Regions from separate parts of the Zea mays genome. Here region 1 is linked to region 2. Evidence: chromatin contacts called from public Hi-C data. All regions are on one chromosome and are shown on one strand. Each heading gives the region's core, a stretch centred on a gene start, on an enhancer-like site or on the middle of the called end of the contact. The rest is flanking DNA. Distances are from core to core; before and after follow the strand shown.

Evidence for each region. Hi-C and Micro-C count contacts between places; a contact is called where the count stands out from the background.
Region 1: a contact with region 2 is called in a Hi-C map of leaf, with 6 times the contacts expected there. The contact joins the promoter of LOC103650935 here to the promoter of LOC103650932 in region 2. A contact is called at or near these places in 2 of 25 Hi-C or Micro-C datasets (leaf and tassel).

What each region holds. Positions count from the first base shown.
Region 1 is chr3:177,472,604-177,477,773 of Zm-B73-REFERENCE-NAM-5.0, reverse strand. LOC103650935 reads right to left here and starts at 2,578. Exons shown (of 4, transcript XM_008676534.2): 1 at 2,054-2,578; 2 at 398-1,734; 3 at 228-313; 4 at 1-132. The coding sequence starts at 2,240.
Region 2 is chr3:177,298,018-177,303,074 of Zm-B73-REFERENCE-NAM-5.0, reverse strand. It overlaps LOC103650932 (RNA-binding protein 24-B-like), which reads left to right and starts at 2,969. Exons shown (of 6, transcript NM_001328613.1): 1 at 2,969-3,410; 2 at 3,577-3,709; 3 at 4,645-4,783. The coding sequence starts at 3,228.

The sequences.
Region 1 (5,170 bases), core at 1,329-3,828, 180 kb before region 2:
CAAAATCTGGACATGATGCCTATAGACAGCTTAGCAAGAGCTAAGCAAGCGAAAACAAAACTGAGAAATATAACAGCAAGACTCCTGTTCTCCATGTCAGTCTGTTTTTGCCGAAATATTTCAAATTCCAATCTGCAAACAGGATAACAGAGTGATTCGCAAAGCAATATGTATCAGGTATAATTTTATAAGCACATGCCGAAGCAACTCAAGTTATGTGTACAAACCTGAGTAGAGCATTATCCAGGACCAGCTGGTTTAGTTGCGAGGAAGCAACTAACTTCCATGAGAGGAATCCATCAACTTCATTCATCTGAAACCAAGAAATATATCATTAAGTACCAAATTGTCAGGTACCAATGGTTCAAGGGAAATTTAAGTACAGAAAAATACATACAATGTTATCTTTGCTGCTCTCAAGATTCTTCAGCTCTGATTGGATCTTCTCTAACAAGACATCTTTGCTATCAATATCGGCATCGAAATCCTTAAAGATTTGCCCATATCTGCTGTTCAACTCCACTAGGTACCTCTCCAAAACAGAGAAGCTCACATCAAGAGATTGAACTTTCTGCATTAGCACCTTAAGAACTGTATCTCCAGGAATCCTGCCAGCCTGAAGTGTCCTTGCCTCTGAAACTGGATCATTAGCACCATTCTTCAATGAATCACCGTTTGGTTTATCATCTTCTAGTTCAAATTCATCTTCATCAAGGGTTTCCTGTGAGAATTCTTTTCCTCCAGCAGGATCTTTCAAATAAATTTTCTCAATGGGTTCCTTAGTCTTGTCATCAGGTTCCGTTTTCTTATTCTCAACTGGAATCAAGTTTTCAAGCATCTTTTCTACAGCATCCATTCCATACACTTCAAGCACACTGAGAGTACAGTAGAACTCAGAACCATAATGGCTTACCAAGTTCAGTTTCAAATATCTAGCCCACTTTGGTTCAAGAAAAGTGAAATTTTGAGCAAGTTTTGCATTCGCGGCAGTGAATCTTCCAAGAGTTTCCCAGTTTTCTGTGGGATATGTCAGACTGCTCAGCAGTTCAAATTCTTTTGGATTAGAAGAATAATGCTCAAAATTTGCAATTGCGATTGTATCTACTAAGGTTTCTTCAGAAAGCTCTATGATGACAAACTTCCCCTCTGCTGAGCAAGGATTGCGGAGGTACTTGTCTTTGTCTTTATCTAAGATGTTGGAAGCACCCTTAGCCTCCTTATTGAAATCCAGAACCTTGGCCCCTTTAGAAGCTGCAGCATAATTATACAACTTCCCACTAGGCTCCCTTCGGTGGATGATATTACCAGGTTGACTAGAAATACCAGGTCCCCTTTCAGCAATTGCTCTTGTCTTGAATTCATCGAGATCAGGAGGAGCAACCCGTGATAGTCTCGGTGGTCTAGGCAAATCTTTACTCTCTACCTTCTCCCCTGGTTGAACTCCAGAATCAACACCCGACTGAGGAAGATACCCACCCTGATCTCCTGAAAGCTCAACCTGACTGTCTATGGTTACAGCTTCTGTGTTCTCATTCTGCACCTCATCACTGGAACACAATTGATCTGCTTGCACCAGTGTATCCTCTGAAAGCACAGCGTTTTCGTCAGAATTAACACAGCTATCACCTGGCATCTCCAAATCACCTCCATGCTCTTCCTGTACAACCGGATTAATAGGACCAACATTTACAGTAGGCTCTACAACAGTAAGATCTACAGTAGAGCCTCCTCCATCTGCAGAAACCAGACAACACAGGTGTAATTTCCATTATCTTAAAATACAAGAAAAATTAGCAGCTCGAGACACAGGGAGGTGTGGAGTTCATCAGTGAGTCTAACAACCATCGACTTGTATTAAGAAGGAATGCAGCAAGGCACTCGGATCTACCAAGTTACGACTGACTTCGATAGCGCCGCGGAGTCTGATCGGTTGCATAGGACAGCCGGGGGATCGGTTTGCGTGTCACGATCACCAACACGCAAGCAGCCACGCGGCTGACTCTTCAAGACGGATTGAGAAATGGTATGGGCGAGATACAAGAAGATGCTATACCTCGTTGACCGTCGCCGTGTCCGACGAGGGAGTGGAGGAGGAGCACGGCGACCCACGAGGCGACGACGAGGGAGGCGGAGAAGCCGTACAAACGCCTCCTCCTTCCGTTAGCGGCAGCCTCCGCCACAGCGCTCTGCTCCTGGGCTGCCGCCGTCCTCCGCAGAAGGGCTCGCCGCGACCTCTGCATTCCTTCCCTGCCCCTGCCACGGCCTTCACTTACATCCGCGCCAGGAAACCGCACCCTCCCGTACGACAAGGACTAGGGAATCCGGCCGACACCGAGTAGGAACGGTCGGAAATCAGAAGCAGCGCGGCGTCCGGCGCGAGGCGACGCGGGCCGGGGGCTGAGGCTGCGGGGACGCGGCCGCGTGGCACCGGGCAGGGGGTAGGGGGTTTTGAAACGGCCAGAGCTCCATCAGGAGGGGACGAAGAGGGAGGCGTTTATGGCTTTTGCGCTCTTCCGCGCGAGATCTTGTCTGCTTCGTCTTCTTCACGTTGGCAGTGTGAATCGTAGCGCACTCGCGCGGCCTGTCCGGTCGTCCAGCCTGTGCTGAGCTGGATATTTCCTCGATTGCTTGGATTCTCAGCGTTGTTTATTCTCTCCACTCCAAGAAAACTTTTTTTATATAAATTATGCTTTATAAATTATATAATAATTAATATATATGTTTTATATACGAGTCTAGATTATCATCGTCTATTTAAAAATAAATATAAAATTTAAAAACTACAACGACTTATATTTTAGAAGGGACGAATATAGATGGCCAAGGCCAACAGGCCAACCCGGCACGGACCCGGGCAAGTACGGCCCATCAGCAAACGGGTCGGCATGGATATACGTGTTTAACGGGCCATACGAGAGCTCACGTGCTTGACGTTGGCCAGGCACGGCCCTCTAGGCCACTTTTTGTGCCGAGACGGCCCGCTTGGCACGTTCAAAAAAGGGTCGTGCCAGCACCAGCCCGCCAAAGTTAAAAACAACAAAAACAACAGAAAATATAGACAAATATAATAAATGAGCTATTTTGTGCAATGCTGCCTCATTAAAAACCTTTCTAGGTAAAATTCACCCTTGTGAGAAACCCTAGAAAGGGAAAAAAGAGTGCAGCCAGCTCAAAGTTTAGTCACTAAGTTTATATGTGTATATTACAATACAAAATGACTCTCTCACAATGACTGAATGACAAAGCACAGAACAGATGACCACATCAGAGTCTAGAAGACTAGAACTAAGTAGTAAATACCAAAGTCACTAAGCAGCAACAGGTTCATCTTCATCAAGGAATAAGTTCTGGAATGAGTCCTCAAGCTCTGGGTTGTCAACAACATGTTGTTCTCTCTTTTCTCCTAATTCCCACTCTTTTAAGCAAGTCAGCATCTCCACATTCTCAGGCAATAAGCGTCGTCGTCGCTCCTCAATTATCCTCCCTGTCAAACTGAAATAAGACTCTGAAGAGACAGTAGATACATGAACATATATAATATCCCTTGCCATTATAGACAAAACTGGATATGTTAGCTTGTGGTCACGCCACCAGAGAAGTATATCAAAATCATCCTCATAAGAAGTGACATTGTCACTGTTTAAGTAGGCTGAGAGCTCACAAATAGCAGAGGAAGATGAAGCAGAAGGGGTAGAGATAGGGGGAGGACCAACAACACCTGAACTGGAATCTCCAAATATTCTTCCCCAAGCTTGTTTTTTTACCTGTATGAATAGAAGGCTGAGCAGCCCTAACTGCACCAAACTTAGTCTCATATTTAGTAAACATTTTATACAATTCATTTTTGACATCAACATAATATGTACTGTACTCACACCCAGTGCAGTCACCAAGTAAACGCAACACATTAAAAAAACTCTCATCTTAGCTCTAGGGTCCAGAATGAATGCATATGAACATAGCAAAGGTATGTCACTCCAGTACTTAAGGAATTTAAGTTGCATTGGAAACATAATAGTTCTAAGATTTATATCTCTTTCACATGCTTTCAAATGAGATGCAATTTCCAGAATAGGAGGCAACAATTGTGACTCATAATGTGAATTGATGAAGACAGAAAAAACAGTTTTGTATGGGACCAAGTGTTTAAGCATCAAATAAGTAGAATTCCATCTAACATCCATATCCAAGCCAAATTTTCTAGGTCTAACACCCCTTGCTTTGCAGTACTCTTTAAATGTTGCTATTCTAGAATTAGAAGCATTTAAGAAATTAATTGCAGTTCTAAAATCTTCCAAAAAAAAAGGTTTCAGTCTCTTCATTCCAGATTTAACAATGAGATTAATGATATGACAAGCACAATGTTGATGCATAAGAGTGTAGTTACGCCTATTAGGATCCTGAGATTCAGGTGAAGGATCAGGACCCAAATAACCAGCAAACAAAGGTGTCAATGTATCCATAGCCTTTGAACTTGAAGAAGCATTGTCTAGAGTGACAGAGAAAATCTTGTCAACCAGACAAAACTCCTCAACCACAACAACAATTCTTTCAGCAATATTTTGACCAGTATGTCTAACCTCAATAAGCCTAAGACCAATGACCCTTTTCTGTAATTCCCAATCAGCATTAACATAATGATAGACAACACTAATGTAGTCCTCATTAGCATTACCAGACCAAATATCTGAGGTTAACACAACCAAAGAAGTAGCAGGCAACACAGAATTGATAAGCACATTACGTCGTTCAATGAAAAGCTTGAGAAGATATCTAGTGGTGGTCTATCTAGAAACTTTGGTAAACCTGGGGTTATGAGCACGTGCAATATAATCCTCTCAGGCCTATGTCTCACCTATACCTAATGGAAGGTCAAGCCTAGCAATCAGACGACATAACTCAGTTCGAGCAAAAATAGGATCATATTCCCAATTGTGTAGAGAACCATCAGGATTGAAAGCAAGCCGAGACTGGACCCTAGCAGCGTGATCAACCTTCTTCCTACAAGCTTTCTGGTGTCTAAGCAAATGCCCAGTACCAGCAGAAGATCTAGCAGATAAACGAGTCTTACACATTCTACAAATAAGCAGCAATTCGAACATTGGACCTCACTTTCTCAAATACCTCATCAAAATCAACCCAGATAGTAGATTTACGCTTACCAACAGAT
Region 2 (5,057 bases), core at 1,720-4,219:
TTTTCATGATTTTTTGGTCCTTAATTAATTTTAGTTAAAAAATGAATAGAAACAGAGACCAAACTCATTACCACCCCTGTCTATGTAGCTACATTGAGCATATTAATTTAGACTTAATTATTGAGTTAAGCTATTCTGAGTGAGAATTTTATCTGAATTTTATTTATATTTAATATTATGCCACGTTAATAAATTTGATGATATCATAACTTGATTACGACAAAAAGAGTTTTATAGAGTTTCGCCTGTTGGCATAGTTGATAAACTTAATAGCCGTGCTGTAAAATTTCTCGGTAAAACTGGCTAAGGCTGGTCCCCTAACATGCAAAAAAATAATAAATTGGTACCTTTGTTCCAAGGTCAGTCAAACAGTCAACGGACACAAACTGGCCAAATAAATCTTGGATACAGGTAAAGTACGTCAGACGACACTGGACCAGGCTTGATTCCTCCCTTGTCCAGAGAGGAAATACTCGAACAGAACGTAATAAAAGATTTCCTTTGCGATGAAGTAGGTAGCCAAATGATTAGAGCAAGAACAGCAGAATTGGCGGGAGAGAGGAACAGCACTACAGCAGCAGACTAAAGAAAAAAAACGGTACTCAGAATTTTATTCTTCATACCAAGTAGTACCACACTACTATATTAACACCAATCGCTACAGCTCAATCTGTCTAGGGAGGAAATTTCGGTAAGGTGATCGCCACCTATAAGAAAAAAAAATGATCGGGGCCACATTTCTGGAGAAAATCACAAGACAGACGCAATATATGTTCGGTGAAACGAAGCATTCACGAAAATTCTGGACGAATCTAGGGCAAAATTGTGCACTTTGTCTAAATTGGAAGCTAATAGACTTAAACCACGTTCACACCTCCTCCTGCTAAATTAGCAGGCCATAGACCCATAGCCCGCACAGTACGTGGTACTATCGTGTGTGAACTAATTTTCAACAGATTAGACTAGGACATTCCATCCTTCTTGATTTGCGATTTTCTCCAATCATACCAACAAAACTAAAATCCGTGTAACTTGTTTGTCTCAACATGTTAATAATATATATAAATATGGTAAAGAATTTTATGCGTAATCACCCATTAGTAATATAAATCAAATAAATTTACTGTGCCGAATAAGTTTCTTTTTTATACTCCCCTATATTTGTCATAGCATAAGTTTATTTTTAATACTTTCTTATATTTGTCAGTAAAGAAAGGTGAAGATACATGCCCAACAACTTTGAAGCCTGATGCTCATTCGTGGTAGTTTGTCATGGTGAACATTTTTAATCACACATTAGTAAAGAGATTATGAAGGTGAAGATATATGGCCAACAACTTTGAGACGTCAAGTATAGTGACGCCAACTTCCACGATGATCTATGGGCGTTCGAGGCTCTCCTTGTCGTCGTTCCACGGGAGTTGGGGGCTGCCCTTGCAAATAAACCCACCATCAAGCACGCAAGAGACTCCAATGTTGCAATGCATATCGACATCGATCGCATCCACAGAGCTACTCTGGAGAAGCTCCGCCAACATTGGGATCATTATCTTGCAATCTGCCCCAGGTAGAAAGTCGATGAGTTTGCCCTCCGTTTCTTTGGCCTGGTGAGCAACTCGTTTACTAACAATATAGTGTCCTAAAATATACTACAATTCAACTTAAGGGGAGAAATTCTCTCTAGTTTTACTTCGTTAAAGCTGATACCAAATTCTTACCTTCTAGCCTTCTGCTAGGCATTTTAGCGGTAAGAATATACTCTTTAGTTAGAGTTTTTATATGATTTATGTTGTATGAAGTACTGTTATTGCCTATATATGAAACTACAAGAAGGCTGTGTTATTGCTGCCATCTAAACCAAACAAATTCCCCAATTGTGGCTCTCACTTGTCCAACTGCCTAACAGGGGCAAATCCCAATCACACCAAATGGCCAGGCATCTCCTGCCGTCCATCTCCAGACCAGGCCTGATGGCACATCATGCATTCCCTTCGGTTTGCCAATGCTAGGCAACCCATATCATCAAACATCTTCACTCGTGGAGAATGCCTTTGTGCATGGTTGATGATGTACTATGCAAAAGTCTCCGGCCTCCATACAGCATGTCGCACTCACTCAAGTGGACTACTAGGATGACAAATGCCCACAATAACATCACAGCGTTGCTCTAGCCTCTAGTGTTTTTGCTCACTGTGATATGTAAGTGGCTTCAAAACACTCAATTTTCATGGATGGGCCATGGTATTTTCAAAACACTCAATTTACATTGTTAAGAAGTTTTAATTAAGGAGTGCTCACCCTGGTTCTTTAGCTCTGCTCCTTGGTTCTCCGATGGAGCGATTTTATTGGGTTCCTAGGAAGGAGCACGATGAAGAGCTAATAACTAATAAGAATTGATTCTCTGCTAGCTGGTCTCCACCAAAATATAACATGAAAAAAGATGGCATAAATTTTTTAAACTCTCAACTCCTAAAATTTAATAGACTGATCATAATAATGAATTACATACCCAAGGTGATGTTGCTATAACTGACTTCACAACTTCCAATTGCCAAAGAACTCATGCACAGAATCACTTGTGCATATTGTGTGCTATCACCAATTATGTCCTGCTGCAACAGCAATAAAATTATAAAAATGAGAACCGTGTTAATAAGAATTCAAAATATTTTCCCTCATGTTATGAGCTATAGAACTGAACAATTAGCAAGGCTCAAATTACTACCAAAATCCAAATGCCAAATAATAAATAGCACACGCTAAGATCCAGATAAGTTCGGAAAGTATCCTCCTCCTAAGCTCCCTAATCCCGTTAGAATAATCCCCATTATCTGTTTCGTCTCTGCCACTCTCCAGACAAGGACAGCCCAACGCCACCCTGTAACTACTAGTTCACTCTGATAGGGGCAGCACGGTCATTTTTACCTACTACTATTGGCGGGATGGGTCTCTCCCGGTGCATGGTATTTTTATATGAGCGTGCTTTGGACAAGAAGGACCTCGCGGGTGCATTATAGCAAACTCTAGTATATATTGCTGTTTCGGTACCCTACCCCCCTCTCTCTCTCTCCTCTACCTCCTTTTCCTCTAACCTTTAGCTTTCCTCCCTCCCTCTCCTCTCTCCCCCCTCCTCTAACAAGAACTACTCCCAGCCATTCAGATCCTAAGTTGCTGACCTTGCTGCTGCTTGTTGGAGATAGATTTGTTGGTTCTAAGTTCCAAGTACCATGAGTCCACCGAGTGTGATGGGGCAGTTTGGGGACACAACCTACACCAAGGTTTTTGTTGGGGGACTCGCGTGGGAAACCCAGAAGGAGACGATGAGGAAGTACTTCGAGCAGTTTGGGGAGATCCTGGAGGCTGTTGTCATCACTGACAAGAACACTGGCAGATCCAAGGGCTACGGATTTGTATGGTTCTACACAATTCATCTCCTTTATATGCATTTAATTTCAGTAGACTTTATAAACATTCCGGCCCCCTAGCTGTTCATGTGTCACTTTTCTTTCTTTTCTGATGCAATATGTAATGTTTGCTTAATTTCAGTTAATCATGCACCGCGAATTCACATTGTAGGTTACCTTCCGGGATCCGGACGCGGCGATGAGAGCTTGCGTTGATCCCGCACCGGTGATTGATGGGAGGAGGGCTAACTGTAATCTTGCTTCCCTTGGGGTTCAAAGATCTAGGCCTCCTACTCCCCAGCATGGTTAGATATTTATCATTATTTCAGAGTAGTACAAGGCAGCATAGAAGAAACAGTTAATTTGTTTGCTTAATTGGAAAGAGTTTTATGAAGTCCCTTGAGTCGAATAGAGCATATCACCTCTAAGCTTTTTGAAAAAGAACAAGCATAATAGTTATTATAGATGCACTACCTCCTGGATATTGCTGGAAATTTTATATGTACTTCCATACATGACCACAAACTAACTACCATGATTTTATGCACTAAAGGTTCCTTCATGGCATTAGAATCAGGCTTAAAGAGATGGCAAGGGACTGCCTAATTTTGATAAATAGCCAGCCTAGAGCATGTTTGGTTTGCATGGACGGAAGGCTGCCTAGCCCAGGCAAAGCCCTCAGGCGTCCTATTTCCACTGTCTGGGGCTGTGATCCTTTGCCTGGCAGGTCTCCAAGCAAACAAGCCTAAGTGCTCAATGAGGGTATTGTGTAGGCATCCAGTAGAGAATAAAATGTTTAAATGTCTAGCTTAATTTAAGATGCTGCTACTTAACAGTGGTTTCCTCTAAACAGTTCATGTTAGAATTGCTTTCAGTTAGAACAATAAATATATATAGACTTAGAAGGATACGCGCTGTTGGCATTACTTGTTGGAAAAGGTAGAACTGAAGGAACATCAATAGTACAAAGATGTTAGTTATCCTCGAGCTAAGTGCCTTGTTTTGTTCCAGATAATGTAGTATACTGTTCCTATAAGTAAAATATTCGGGTTGCTATATATTAATAAGGGGTAGCAACCAGAATCTTTTACTTCTATTACTACGTCGGCTTGCTTACAACTGATAGACTGAAGACAGAAAGACGCAAATACCTGTTTTTTTTAATTAGTGCCTTCTCCTGATAATATTAGCAAGCAATGTGGGTAAATTTGCTTCTGTTTTGCTGATGATGTTGCTACAGGAGGAGCTAGAAACTTTAGAGTAATGAAATCCTTCAACCAGCAGGCAGGAATCCAAGGTGGACTCGGCGCAGCTTTTCCTTCTCATGCCACCTTCCCTCATTATGCCATCCCACAAGGCCTTCCCTTCCATGTCTATGGGTACCTCTCTCTCTCTCTCTCCACACACACACACATGTCAGGATCGGGGCCCTGTGAAACTTGAAAGTCACGAGGAGTGGGGCCGTGGGGGTATCACATGCATGTGCATTGTGACATACTGACATGCCACCTTGGTCAATGTTGAATGGACATCAGGCTTTACTCTCTTACAGACATATCCTCAGTCCCTCACACAAGCATAAAGTAGCCATGCGTGCTAGTGGCACATGATGGCAGCCCTGTCATATGCCCACTCCCGTGAACAGTAAGCATA